3 separate regions of the Sus scrofa genome follow, and regions 2 and 3 are each linked to region 1. Evidence: chromatin contacts called from public Hi-C data. All regions are on one chromosome and are shown on one strand. Each heading gives the region's core, a stretch centred on a gene start, on an enhancer-like site or on the middle of the called end of the contact. The rest is flanking DNA. Distances are from core to core; before and after follow the strand shown.

The links. Hi-C and Micro-C count contacts between places; a contact is called where the count stands out from the background.
Region 2: a contact with region 1 is called in a Hi-C map of liver, with 6 times the contacts expected there. The contact joins the promoter of SREBF2 here to the promoter of EP300 in region 1. A contact is called at or near these places in 2 of 47 Hi-C or Micro-C datasets (liver and skeletal muscle).
Region 3: a contact with region 1 is called in a Hi-C map of liver, with 9 times the contacts expected there. The contact joins the promoter of NDUFA6 here to the promoter of EP300 in region 1. A contact is called at or near these places in 2 of 47 Hi-C or Micro-C datasets (heart right ventricle and liver).

Annotation. Positions count from the first base shown.
Region 1 is chr5:7,392,972-7,397,722 of Sscrofa11.1, reverse strand. It overlaps EP300 (histone acetyltransferase p300), which reads left to right and starts at 3,208. Exons shown (of 32, transcript XM_001929213.5): 1 at 3,208-4,581. The coding sequence starts at 4,488. LOC110260836 reads left to right here. Exons shown (of 4, transcript XM_021093101.1): 4 at 94-884.
Region 2 is chr5:6,783,294-6,787,782 of Sscrofa11.1, reverse strand. SREBF2 (sterol regulatory element-binding protein 2) reads left to right here and starts at 3,059. Exons shown (of 19, transcript XM_021091444.1): 1 at 3,059-3,338. The coding sequence starts at 3,251. MEI1 (meiosis inhibitor protein 1) reads left to right here. Exons shown (of 36, transcript XM_021091442.1): 36 at 1-1,826. CCDC134 (coiled-coil domain-containing protein 134) reads left to right here. Exons shown (of 7, transcript XM_021091452.1): 7 at 1-1,826.
Region 3 is chr5:6,560,771-6,565,359 of Sscrofa11.1, reverse strand. NDUFA6 (NADH:ubiquinone oxidoreductase subunit A6) reads right to left here and starts at 3,286. Exons shown (of 3, transcript NM_001185178.1): 1 at 3,131-3,286. The coding sequence starts at 3,269.

The DNA.
Region 1 (4,751 bases), core at 1,959-4,458:
CGTGAACTTTTTTCCCTTGATGACAAAGGCTTTGGAAAAATTTGTGGAGGGCACACCTATAAAGGCCCTTATTAATTTAATTTTTGTGCCTAGGCGGCTCCTGCACATGGTTCAGCATCTTGCTTTGGAAGACAATTCAGGAAGTAGAATCCACAGGACTTGATGGTTGAGGGCAAGGAAGAAGGCATCGGGAGGACTATGTGGACTTGTAGATGGTGTCCAGATATCCAGCTGGACAAAGAGACAGCAGGATTACGCAGAGGTGGAAGAAACACAAAACAAAAGGTATAGATCCTGGGGAGCGGGGGTTGGAGTGAACCAAGACTACTGCGCCTGCGGGTCATGTGGGTAGCATCTCGTCTACATGCAGCTGATGGATTCACCCTCGGGTAACACCTTTCTCCTCCTATTTTTGTGCCTACTCTCTAGGGGTCTCCTTTTGGCCTTCAGGGTACCTGGGAAGCTAGATTAGTGATCAGTACGTGGCAAGATAAACAGAGAACATCTCAAAGGAGTTAGATGACCCTGTGAGGCATTTTCTTCTGACTGTGGAGAAGCCAGTGTGGTAGCCAAGGAGCAATGGCCAGGCTCTGGGCACTGCTAATCACCTTACATTGCATTTTCATTCTCCATCCCTTTTGAAAAGGATAACTACAAACAACTAAAGCATGTTGAGTACTTTCCATATGCTAGGCACTGTAATAAGCATTGTTCATAAATTATGATGTTTACTTTTCACAACAATAAAGAAAGTCTAATCAAGAAATCCAGGAGTTCCCTGGTGGCCTAGTGGTTAAGGAGTCACTGCTGTGGCACAGGTTCAATCCCCAGCCCAAGAACATCTGCATGCTGTAGGCATAAGCAAAAAAAAAAAAAAAAAAAAAGAAAAAGAAAGAAAAGAAAAGAAAAAAGAAAGAAATCCATTTTACCTATGAGGAACTGGCCCAAGTCACAGAGCTGCTAGGTGACAGAGCCAGAATTTAAACCCAGTGTCCCAGCTCTTACTTCTCATATGCCTCTACTGTCTCATGTGCCTCCCTTCCCTGCCCCCACCACACGGCTACTGGCAGACAATTCTTTCTTCATGAACCCACTCTTCATCTACAAGTAGCATTCCACAATCAATTAAATTTATTTGATTAGATAATGGCATCTAATAAAATATCCCCATAGCTAAAAAAAAATAAAATAAAATAAAAAAGATTTGATTAGGCTAGCTATAAGCCAAGCTGAAGATTCAATTCTCTGGTTTTGAACATACCTGCAGTTTCACCTTGATTGCATTTTGTGCGATAACATTTCTCCAGCCACTTCCAACATGGCTGACTTCAGGGTTGGACTCAGGGTAAAACCCAGAGGAATCAATCCCAGGAAGAAGTGCCATACATCAGAATCCCCTGTGTACAGTAGAGCCTTTCCTTTGGGGCAGGTCCATGGTCCCCTGACTCCTCTTTCTTAGCAGAATTTTCTCACGAGATGTCCCTCAGATCTTCTTTGAGCCTTTCCTATACCTAGTCCCGCAGTATATTTGGCTAGGTGTTTGAACACTGTTTAGTCTCTGCAAAACTAGGCAAATCTTTGCCCAAAAGTCAGAAACTCTTCAAAAAGTCAGATGAGCAACCTCCCCTGAGGAATATACAGGCGAAATTTGCAGGTATTGTCCACATTTCTTTCCTCTGTTCTCTTTACTGAGAGTGTGGGTAAAACAGCTAAAAATAATTGAATCATTCTGACCCATTCCGACCTTAGCCCTACCTGGTGAATCCAAACAACTTTAAGGTAAGTCGAACTGTCCTTTTCAATCTGCCTGCTTTTCTACTGCAGTTGAGGTGAATGAGGCCTGAAATCACACAACAGCATTCATCCTTGGTGGGAACCTGAGTTGCTTCGTTAAGATTTTCACTCCTAGGCTCTTAAAAGTTATTCTCCTATTCATTTAAAATTCAATAAACAAGTAGTTCAATTCTGGGGAGAGGGGGAGGCAATAAACAACAACAAAAAACAAAGTAAACTCGACAATAGGCAAACATCAACTAAGGAGCATGAGACTTGAAATACGCTTTAAAAGTTTTTAACTATCTCCATTGATACTACTGATAGAAGTTTCTTTAGGGAGACCTTGCCACTTCGAGTACCAATTTACCCAAGGCCAAACACGGAGGAATCCTGTAACGTGTAGGAATGCGAAAGAATGCTGGTGAGGCCCTCCTTTGCACAACAGTTGTCACACATACATTTTATTTATATTCAAGCATTTTCCTCCATCATTACTTCTTTTTCTGCTTTTTTCCCTCCTTACATTACCTTAAGCACAGTATGTTTCTGCTTCTTTCCCCATACATTATCTTTAAGGCACTGCCTAAACGTGTTTGTTGTTGTTTCAAGCTGGTTTTTGAGAGTGGGTTAAAAGAAACACCCTAAAATGTCTTCAGGTCCAGGACGTGTTCAGAAAATAATTCAAGGCTCCTTTGGTTAGAGTGCTACCTGGTAGGGGCGTGTGTCCACGTGGTGAGCAAGAAATAATTTGGATCTGGTCTTAAAACATCTTCTCGCTGCTGTGATTTTTGTTTCCTGATTATCAAAATAATGTATGTTCACTGGCAAAAAAAACTGGAAAGTTAGGGGGAAAAGGAAACAACAACTCGTAATCGGCGTGGTTTTTGGATATGAGCTTTTCCATTTGGTTAAGAGATGGAGAAGAACGCACTGTCTCTGGCCCGGAATATCGAGCGGCAGGGTATCCTCTGCCTGCTAAATTCAACGGGGTTCGGAAGACCAGTCAGCTAAGGGCCCGGGGCGCAGGGCCATCCCCACGGCGCTCCTATTCCGCCACCTGTGCGGTGACTTGGCGCCTTCCCGGCGTAACTGCTGGGCTCCGTCACCCCCGGTTCCCACCGGGCTCCTACGCAGAGACCCAGCCCAGGCACCTTCCCTGGTAAGTGTCCACCGACTGAAAATAGATCCCAAGTCTGCCCCTGACCCCCCCCCCCTCAAACCTCCCCTTTAAAGGGAGCCACCGGGTGACGCCGGGGGAGTTTGCGGAAGCGCCAACCGCGTTGGGGCCTTGGGCGGATCCCGTGATTGGAGCCGGCCCCGCCCCCGGATCCTCTTCCCCCATTGTGTGAGCCGCTAGGCCCGAGGCCCCGCCCCCTGCCACCTCCCTCCGGAGGCCCAACCCCTCCCCTTTTTTTCACCCCCCCCTTTGGCTCATTTCCGGCCGCCGCTGCTACCGCTAGCCTGTAAGGAGGATTCGGCAGAGGGAAGAAACAACAGCCGCCATCTTGTTTGTGTGCTAGGCTGGGGGGGAGAGAGGGCGAGAGGGAGCGGGCGAGAGTGGGCAAGCGGGACGCCGGGCTGAGTGCGAACTGCGAGAGCGAGAGTACGGAGGGGAGCCGGGCCGGAGAGAGGCGGCAGGGGCCGAGACAGTGGCAGGGGGCCCGGGGCGCACGGGCTGAGGCGACCCCCAGCCCCTCCCGCCCGCACACACCCCCACCGCGGCCCGGGAGCCGGGCCGGCGTCGACGCCTAGGGGGGACCATTACATAACCCCGCGCCCCGCGGCGCCTTCGCCCGCCGCCGAGGGCGGCCCCGAGCGGAGCCCCGGGGGCGGGCGCTCCCGGCACCTGGTCGCCGGGGGTGGGGGCCGTAGCGGCGGCCGTATTTATTTATTTTCCGCGGGAGGGAAGAGCGAAAGAGGAGAGCGCGGCGCGAGGGGAAGCCGCCTGCGCCGCCCGCCAGAGCGGGGCCTCCTCGGTGGGCTTGGTGTCGGCGCGGGCGGCGCGGCTCGGCCCGGCCCCCTTGGCCCTCTGGGTCGGCGAGCTCCGGGCCCGGCGTCCTCGCCGCGCCTCCGCCGCCCGCCGCGCGATGTGAGGCGGCGGCGCCAGCCTGGCTCTCGGTTCGGGCGAGCTCTCTGCGGCCATTAGGGGCCGGTGCGGCGGCGGCGCGGAGCGCGGCGGCAGGAGGAGGGTTCGGAGGGTGGGGGCTCAGGTCCGGGAGGGGGCACCGGGAGGAGGTGAGTGTCTCTCGTCGCCTCCTCCTCTCCCCCCTTTTCGCCCCCGCCTCCTTGTGGCGATGAGAAGGAGGAGGACAGCGCCGAGGAGGAAGAAGCTGATGGCGGCGGCGGAGCTCCGAGAGACCTCGGCTGGGCAGGGGCCGGCCGTGGCGGGCCGGGGACTGCGCCTCTAGAGTCGCGAGTTCTCGGGAATTCGCCGCAGCGGACGCGCTCGGCGCATTTGTGTGCCTGTGCCCTCCTCCGGGCCTGGGCCCAGGCCCGGCCCCTCGCGCTCGCCCCTACCTTTTCTATCGAGTCCGCATCCCTCTTCAGCCACCGCGATCCGGCGAAGAGAAAAAGGAACTTCCCCCACCCCCTTCGGGGGCCGGCGGAGTCCCCCAAGCCCACCCCAGGGATCCGGGCGGGGACCCCGGGCTGAAGAAGAGATTTCCCGAGGATTCTCGTTTTCCTCGCCTGTATCTCCGAAAGAATTAAAAATGGCCGAGAATGTGGTGGAACCGGGGCCGCCTTCAGCCAAGCGGCCTAAACTCTCATCTCCGGCCCTCTCGGCGTCCGCCAGCGATGGCACAGGTTAGTCTTGGGAGCCCAGGCCTCCCACCTCCTCCTTGATCTTTTCTGCTCGCTGCACCTTTATTCGTCCATGTTTTCTTCCTCTCTTCCTACTTCTTTGCCTCTTGATTAATTTTAAAGGTGTTTGAATGAGCTGGTCGAAGGCGTCCAGTAGCCCAACCATTTTCTTT
Region 2 (4,489 bases), core at 1,810-4,309, 610 kb after region 1:
AGGGAAGAATCAGCTTGTCATCTCTGGCAGTGTTGGGAGACCCCTGGCCTGTGTGTAGGGCCTTTGGTGGACAGGCTGCAGCTCTGCAGGAGGCTGTGCTTTGTAAGGGGAGGGCTGCTCCGAGCTGGATTGGTCGGACAGCAAGCTCTCTGTGTCAGGGCCAGGGGGCAGGGAAGCTGCAGAGGGAGGTGGGCCTTGAGTAGGCACTGCCCTTCAGTCATGTCCTTCCCAGGCAGAAAAGGGAGGGGCTCCAGTAGGAATTCTAGCTCTTAAGCTGACTTTGCCAAGTCAGGGTCTGCCTCTTAAAAGCAGAGACACACAACTGTCTCCAGCTCCTCACTGCTACCAGAACCCAAGGGAGACCTGGAGTCTATCTCAGCCCATTAGACTTGCTGAGTGACCCCTGGCCCACCCCTTCCTTGTGTTGTGGCTTCACTGATGTAATGAATTTGATAATGTCTGAACCCTCTGTCCAGCCCTAAATTGCTTCTCCGAGGTCGGGGCCTGGCTTCTCAGTGACAGGTGCCCTTCTCTGATGGTTCTTTGTTCTCCCATGTATTTGCTGAGCACCCACTGTAAGCACAGCCAAAGAGAGGGGCCCACTCTTATCCTGTCTTCACCTCTGCCCCATCTAGCATCTCTGTTCTCCTGGGTTTTTCCTTCTACACCTTCACTTCTCTCCATCTTGGCTGATCCCTTCTCCACCTTCAAATGGACTCAAGTTTCCCCATCTGACACCTTAAGAGGTACAAATAGAACTATTCTGCTCTCGTCCCTGGGCAGGTCCACCTGGGAGCTGTGGGAGCATCTGTAGAGTGGGAGACAGACTGGGTCCACTTACCTGACCTGGTGCTCAGAGATCCCTCTGCAGAGGTTTACTGAGGCTCTGGGATGGGAAGGCATTGGACCACAATGAAAGTGAGCCATATGGTATGCCAGCATCACCCCCAGTGTGGGGAGCCCTGTGCGAGCCACTGAAGGGTACATGTGAAGATGACACTGCCCAGCTCAGTGCCTGGACCAGAGCAGGGCAGCGGGGTTTGATTTTGTTTCCGGGTAAGACTGGTGTAACCTATACCGGCTCTTCTGCATGTAAACAAGAGAACGTTCCTCTCTCCCCCAGGTACTTTATTATGTTATACATGTTCATTATAAAAAGTAATTTAAATAATACTGAAATGCCAAGAAGAAAGTAAGATTCACCCTGGGAGTTCCTGTTGTGGCTCAGCGGGTTACAAACCCGACTAGTACCCATGAGGATGCAGGTCTGATCCCTGGGCTCACTCAGTGGGTTAAGGATCCAGTGTTGCCATGCGCTGTGGTGGTATAGGTTGCAGATGTGGCTCAGATCCTGTGTTGCCGTGGCTGTGGTGGAGGCTGGCAGCTGCAGCTCCGTTTTGACCCCTAGCTTGCGAACTTCCACATGCTGCAGGTTTGGCCCTAAAAAGCAAAAAAAAAAAAAAAAAGAGAAAGTAAGATTTACCCTGAATCCTACCACTCCCATAATTATAACTGACACTCAGCTATTAGGCCTTCCATCCTGCCCTTCATGTGACACACAGATCCTTGTTTTCTCAGTTATAATAACTACCTTGCAGGGGCCCTAACCGTATGTCAGGCCTTATTCCAAGTGCTGGCTTCCATCAGCTGCTTCTGCTGCAGGGCCTTTGTGTTGTTTGTTCCCTTGGCTATACCAGATGCAGTTCTCATAATTTCAGGTTTCGTCTTAAATATCAATGTTTTCTTTACCGGACCAGAGGCTCTCAGAGGGCAGGAATTGTCTCTTTGCTTGCCCCAGAGATGTTCAATAAATATTGTCAAATGAATGTGCAATGTGATTGGTTGAATTGTGTGATTCCACTTTCCTCACAACTATGAGGGACACTATTCCCATGTTAGAGATGACAAAACTGAAGCTTAGGGCGTTTATTTAGCTCAGAGTCACTCGTTCATAAATGGACCCGTATGCCTGCCTTCACAGGGCCTGTGAAGTCTGTCTTGACCACCAAGCAACAGCTGCCTCTCACAGACCAGCAGTAAACATACTTTCCCCTTTTAATACTGTGAAAGTCGTTGTCAACAGATAGACATTCATGTATGTAATGTTTAATGATGCCATGATAATTACATTGTGTGGATGTAATTTATTCAGCAGGTCGTTATTGGGCTTCCCAATTTTTCTCAATTTACAGAAGACTCTGATGAACGCCTTTGAACACACAAACTTGCAAATTTTTTAAACACTCATATTTGTCTTCCTTATTTATAAATTCCTAGAAACGTGCACATTTGTTTATATCGTGACCAGCTGCAGAACTGAGAAGTTTAAGAGTGGGAATCCGTGGGTGGGTTGCGCCTCATAATCCCCGCATGATGCTCATGCCCGGACCCAACCTCTGGAGGCCTGTGATAGTTCCAGGCACTGGCATTATTTTAAAGGACTGCAAGGGATTCTGATGTACCGGGGTGAGACTGGGTGAGGCTGTCGGAGTAAGCGCGTCGTCGCGGCAGGTGCAAAGGCGCATGAATTGCAAAACATGCTCCACTCTTAGGCGGTTCGCGAGCTTTCGTAGCGCCTTTGCAAGGGGCTTAGCTGGAACGTGACTTTAACGATCTAAGGATTCCTCCGTGCTCCAGTACTAGGGGTCTAGGTTTGATTCCACCCGCTTCCCCAGCGGGCTGGGATCGTGGGGAGGGCGGGAACAGCTGGGAAGATGACGTAATGTGCTTAAGGCTGGCTTCGGGGGCCTCCCGCGGCCGGGGGCGGAACTTGTTAACCCTTCAACTCCCAGCAGTCAGAGGTAGTAGCTTGCGGAGCCAAACCAACAAAAAAGGGAGCGGTTCCTTTAAACGAGGGGAAGAAGGTTGGACTGAGGACCCGGAGCCTTCTCTTCGCATTCGCTAAGAGGCCGCCAGGGGAGGAGCCTTCTTATGCAAATCTGAGCTGCTGATCGTTGACGCGCCATCACCCCACGCGCCGCTCCGCAAGGCGATTGGTCAAGATGGGCCTGGTCCCATTGACAACAAACAAGGGGGTGCGCGGCCTGGGGGCGGGGCCATAGAGGGCGCGGGTTGGGGCGGGGGAATCCCGCCCCGCCCTCCCGCGCAGCGCAAACATGGCGGCGGTTGGCACCGGCCGGTGAGGCAGTACCGGGCGGGAGCTCTTGGGTGTCATGGGTGGTGACGGCGGCACCGCCCTCGCGTCTCCCTGAGCGGGACGGCAGGGGGGTCCTCTGCGCCGAGCCGGGCGATGGACGAAAGCGGCGAGCTGGGCGGTCTGGAGACCATGGAGACCCTCACGGAGCTGGGCGACGAGCTGACCCTAGGGGACATCGACGGTGAGTGATGGGTGGGTGGGTGGATGGGAGTGCGGGGGCGCGCGGAGAGGAAGGGGTTACGGCGGCGCGCGCGGGGGCGCGTACGCCCATCCCCCGGCACCCCAGTCTCGCGCGGGAAGAACCGGCACGCGCGGTCGCCCCGGCAGTCCCCAGCCCTCGGCGCTGCGGGTTTCAGCCCCGCCGGGCCGCTCGGTTTCGGCAGACCATGGGATCTTGTCGGGGGCGTCGCGGGGGAGCGGCCTGAGGGGAGCGCGCGGCCGCCGTTTCCCTTGCGCGCCTACACGCGCCGCCCGAGGTCCCGCTTGCCAGCCAGCGGGCCCACGTCGCACCTGTCACTCCCCGCCCGGCCGCGTGGGCAGCTTGGGATTCCCGGGGCCGGGCCCCCAGGCTCCGCGCGCTCACCCCTCAGGTCTTCTCCGGGTTGAGCCACGGCCCAGTTTCTCCGTGCTTCGGGAAACTTTGGGCAGCGAGCGGCCGCAGAAGCAGGTTGCTGATGAAACGAGTGGTGGCGGCGTAACGTGGACGCATCTCTCCGGGGTTGAGACCGGGCCGCTCCTGCTGTCGTTCTGCACAGGGAGTTGAGCAGCAGGAGTTTTGAGTTGTGGCCCCTCGGGGACAGGCTGGGGAGCGGGTGGCCTTTGTTCCGACGACCTTAACAGCGGAAAGGAAGAGCTGGTAGGAGCCCAGGGATGCTCTCTTGCAATACTCTCATTTGGTGGCTACGGAACCTAAAGTTTGCAGAGGGTCAGCGGCTTGCCCGGGGTCCCCCAGCTGGTTACAGAGCACAGTTCCTGGGCCAGTGTTGGTGTCGCCACTACCTGATCCTGGGGGGTGAGGAGTCCAGTGAATAGGTTAGTCACCAAAATAATAATTCTCAGTAGTTGGGCTCTTCCGATATTCTAGGCCCCAGACACTTTATATTGTTTCACTTATTCCTCACTACAGTCACTCGAGATAGATGTTCTTATTGCTCCTACTTTACAGGACACTGAGAGCAGGAGGTGTTAACTTTAGATTGTCCAGAACCCATGCTCTTAATCAGTAACTCAGGTGTGTTTTGCTCTTGAGTTTTACCAAGTGCTTTCAAGTCCAAGATCTCACTACAGCCTTGCAGGCAGGTAGGATGGCTCCCATTTAATTATACAGATGAA
Region 3 (4,589 bases), core at 2,037-4,536, 830 kb after region 1:
TTCATTCCACTCACCAAATACTAGCCTGACCCTGAGTTAGGTGATTGAGGATGTGAAGAACTGTGATACGGCACTTGCTCTCAGAGCTTGCATTCTGTTTGGGGAGACAAGCTCACTGCTTTTGAAGAGGCAAGATAGCACAGTTCAAGAGTATGAACAAGCTGGGTTCAAATCCCAGCTCTGTCACTTATCAGCTATATGATCCTGTGTACGTTAACTTTTCCATGCCTCAGTGTATTTATCTGTGAATGAAATGAGGACGAGAGCAGCATATGTAACTCCAGAGCTGATGTGATGAGTCAATGAGAGAAGGCAAGATGCTCAGAACAGTGCCCCGGATAGAATAAGCTCTCAATAAATGCTGGCATTTTTACTGCATGGAACAACTGGCACAAGATGACAGGGTTGAAATTAACGTACAATGATAGGTGTAGGCTTGTGCACCACACAGACCTAAGAGTTGAGGGAGACTGCTGCGTGTGCAGGTAAGGAAAGGCATCAATCTAGCAGGCAGTGACTGCTATATTAGGTTACTTGGGGGAAAGAGAGAAGTTTAAGGGGTAGCTCCTGCTCTCTAGGTCTTAAATTCTAATTGCAGGGACAACAATTAGAATTTATGAATGCAATAATGAATGCAATTGTAAAATGTGATTGCAATGAATGCAAATGTAAAAATCACAGTGTTCAGGCGTTCCCGTCATTGTGCAGTGGAAATGAATCCGACTAGTATCACCAGGATGTGGGTTCGATTCCTGGCTTCACTCAGTGGGTCAAGGGATCCGGTGTTGCTGTGAGCTGTGGTAGAGGTTGCAGACGCAGTTCGGATCCCAAGTTGCTGTAGCTGTGGTGTAGGCCAGCAGCTGTAGCTCTAATTCGACCCCTAGCTTGAGAACTTCCATATGCACATGTACGGCCCTAAAAAGCAAAACCAAAACAAAACAAAACAAAAAAACCCCCGCAATATTCAGCAACCCCTGATTAAGTACTAAAATAGTGGCACAGACTCAGTGACTTGGGAGCTCAGATAAAGCCCATAGATGTTCTCTGAAAATTAGGTTTCGGTCATTTGTATTCTTATCCTCTGGCGGCTGGCCTTCGGTGGATTTGCTGGTGACAAGGACACGAACAGGGCCTTGAGTGGTAGGTAAAATAAGAAGAGAGGGGCACACGAGGCCCAGGCAACAGAATAAACAGGCTAGAATGGGCACCGAGGCTAGAATGGGCACCGAGGTTGAGGAGGCCTGGGGGCTCCCTTGGTGAGGAGACCTTGCGGTGTGGCCATTCCTGTGACGTCGCCACTCTGGTCTACAGAACTATCACGGCCAGCTCTGAAAAGCACAAGGGCTGTTTAGGGACAATTAAGTTTGAATCTTTGATTATACTCATAACTTAGTGATAGCAATAGAAAAATAAAGCTTCTGCTGAGGAAAAGATCAAGCCCGGCTGATCCAACCAAAGAATAAAAGCAACAGCAGAAATGTAACAGGAGAAACTCCGCCATCCCAGCTTCACGGGTGTTAACAGGGAGGGCAGAGGGTCACCCACACAAGAAAGAGCTCGGTGTCCAGTGGTGTGCTGGAGCAGGCTGCCTGGGGAGCCAGGCACACACGTCTCTTCCCAAATCTGCCTGCACTGACTTCACTTTGAGGGCTTAAAAATCCACCGCGGTGGGAGTATTTACATCACTGAAAATGGTAAACACTAAAAATCTAGGTTTTCAGCCACAGAGTTAGGTGCCAAACACCACAGTCAGTATCACGTTAGGAAGTCTGGAAAAGCAAACACAGGGACAAGAGGACAAAGACACACAAATCCATGCAAACTAACATGGATCCTGGATTTGAGAATCCTAGCACTAGAGCACTGTGGGGACTTGCCTGAGGTCAGACCACTGGTTCCTGGCAAACAGGGGCCAAGAATCCAGGTTGTTTATTGTTTTATAATGTACGATATTCTGCTCGTTTAAGGAAGGGAGCATGAAGAATCTCCCCCTGCTATCAGTGCTTACCTTTCCCGCATAGTCACATCAGATACCTGCCCAACCTTGGGAGAAACAACAAGGCACCTCCACGCCTACTAGGGAAGCTGGTGTCCACCCACTCCCGTTCCACGTGATGTCCTAAACCACACACCAGCTCACTGGGTGCATGCATCTTCTCCTCAGGAAAATGTTCACAGGCACAGATGCAAAGATGTGCTTACGATGTTAGTTTACGGACCCCTGAGTGCCCACCCTGCCCGGTTAAGAACCCGTGTCTCTAAAGAGAAAAATTCCATAGCTTTGTCCTAGGCGGCCTCCTCCTATCCCAGCCCCCTGAACACACCCCCTCCACCAGTGAGAAAGCCGGGGACAAAAATGTCCCTGACATGTGTATTGCCCCTGACAGTTTAGATGAGGTTTTCCCCAACTTTTCCTTCACTAGTTACACTGGGCAGCGCTAAGGGGGATGCCCCCCCGGCCCCCCGAAAAAGACAGTCTTTGAACCCAGGGAGCTTATACCTTAATCCTGCAGGTGGACAGACTGGTTCTCAGACACGTGATTCCTGGGGTTCTGAGGCAGCAGAGGGCAGGGGAAGGCGTTCTTAAGGAAAACTAGCCTGCAGAGCCAGGTAAAAAGACTTGGGAGACTGCGGAGGGTGGCCCTCTCACCTGGAGGGACGGCAAAAGGCACCACGTCTTACTGGATGACCTTGGGAAAGTCCCTTCCCTTCTCCGTAGGAAATGTGGGAAGACCACGATGGCTCAAATTCTACAGCCCTTTGGTTTATATAACCTAACGGGCGTCCGTAAATACATTCAGGTTTTCCAGAGTTCACCTGGGGGTTGACCTGGCCTGGCCTCTAGGTGCCTCGGTTGCCTCACCTATAAAATGAGTATGTCAGTGACAGCCGCTGCTCTCCCTCGCAGGGGCTCGGGAAGAAATACAGGGGGGCAAAGAGCGAGAGCGCTAGACGCGCGGTTCCGACGCAGAGCACGACTAGGCACGTGGGACCCTGCTGCCCTGAAGCACTCGGAGTCACCCCTGCCCAAGTTGGCCACCTCCGCCCGGCCCGGCAGAAACGGGAGGCCGGGGCGGCTGCGACCTTGGGCGGCTGCCTCCGGGTGCCCGCGTGCGGCGCTGCCTCTCACCAGTGTTCGGCACCTCCCGATACCAGGCGCGATAGAGCTCGCGCACCCTCCGCTTGGCCTCGTTCATGTCCCGACTGAAAATGGGCTTCACCGAGGTGCCGGCCGCCGCAGCCGCCCGGGGAAGTCCGCTCGCCGCCATCTTGCTAAATAAACCACAGCTCAACACCACCCCCTTTTCTACTCTTCAGGGCGGCCTGGGGACGCCTTTTTTTTTCTCATTGGCTAAAACCTGTATCCCCGCCCACAATCTTCGCTGGTGGGCGGGAGAATGGCTGTGGGGCTCTCTTATTGGCTGAGAAGCCTTGCTCTCTTGGTTGGAGACCGGCAGGCGCATGCTCACCTGCGGAATCGCGCTATCGGCCATTGGGGGTCCTAGCCGTCGCCCTGTTGTGCCGCCGGGGGGCGCTCGGGCCCAGGCTGATCTTTGGGCCGCGAGCTGGTGTCTCGCTGCTGTCAAGAGTCAGGCCGAGCGCTCGTGCTGGGCGGGTTGTGGAGCTTCGTCTATCAGCTCCCCGGGCTCCGGCCGTCGGCCCCAGGGGCCGCTGAGGCGGATAATAGCTTCTGTTCTGCCGTGGCGTTGGCCCAGCAGCTCTGCGGCTTTTCTGGAAAAAAAAAAAAAATTTCCTGTACACCTGCTCTCTCGAAGCGTGGTGTAGAGGTAGAGGTGAAAGCGCTCTCCTGGCCCTTTAGGTTCTCAGCGCTTCTCCACGCCCAGGAGGTAGGTCGTATCATCAGCCGCATTTAGACGGGGACGTTTTCATCCCAAACTCTGCATCTCTGTGACAAATAGCCCAGAATTTTGGAGCTGGACCGAACCTTAGGTCGTCCACTGGGGATAGCCCTTTTGCCTGGCATTCTTCTCCTGAGGTTACCTCTGAACATCAAGGGGAACCTGGAAGGGTAAAGGGAAAAGTAACAGCTGACAGCCTGTCAGGCCGTGCACAGGTGTTCTGCTTGGTCTTTGTCAGCCTCCCAGATCAGGGAGGGTCTGCTGGCCTCCCATCTTCAGGTGAGAAACTGAGGTGGTGCCAGACGTCTCGGTCACTGGCCATCTCCGACTGCGCCCCTGCCTTAACACTTGCCTGGAGTCCATGGGTCTTTTCTGAAAGTGCAGCTGGACAGACACCTTGTAAGTGTTGGGAAGGAGTTGGGGTCAGGGCTCAACTGGGACCCCAGCCAGCATGGGGGATGGACCTGCATCTAGCCCAGTCTCTCCCCCCCCCCATTTTTAATGTCTTTTTGCCTTTTCTAGGGCTGCTCCCACGGCATATGGAGGTTCCCAGGCTAGGGGTCGAATCGGAGCTGTAGACGCCGGCCTACGCCAGAGCCACAGCAACGCTGGATCCGAGCTGCGTCTGGGACCTACACCACAGCTCACGCAACGCCAGATCCTTATCCCACTAAGCAAGGCCAGGGATCGAACCCACAACCTCATGGTTCCTAGTTGGATTCGTTAACC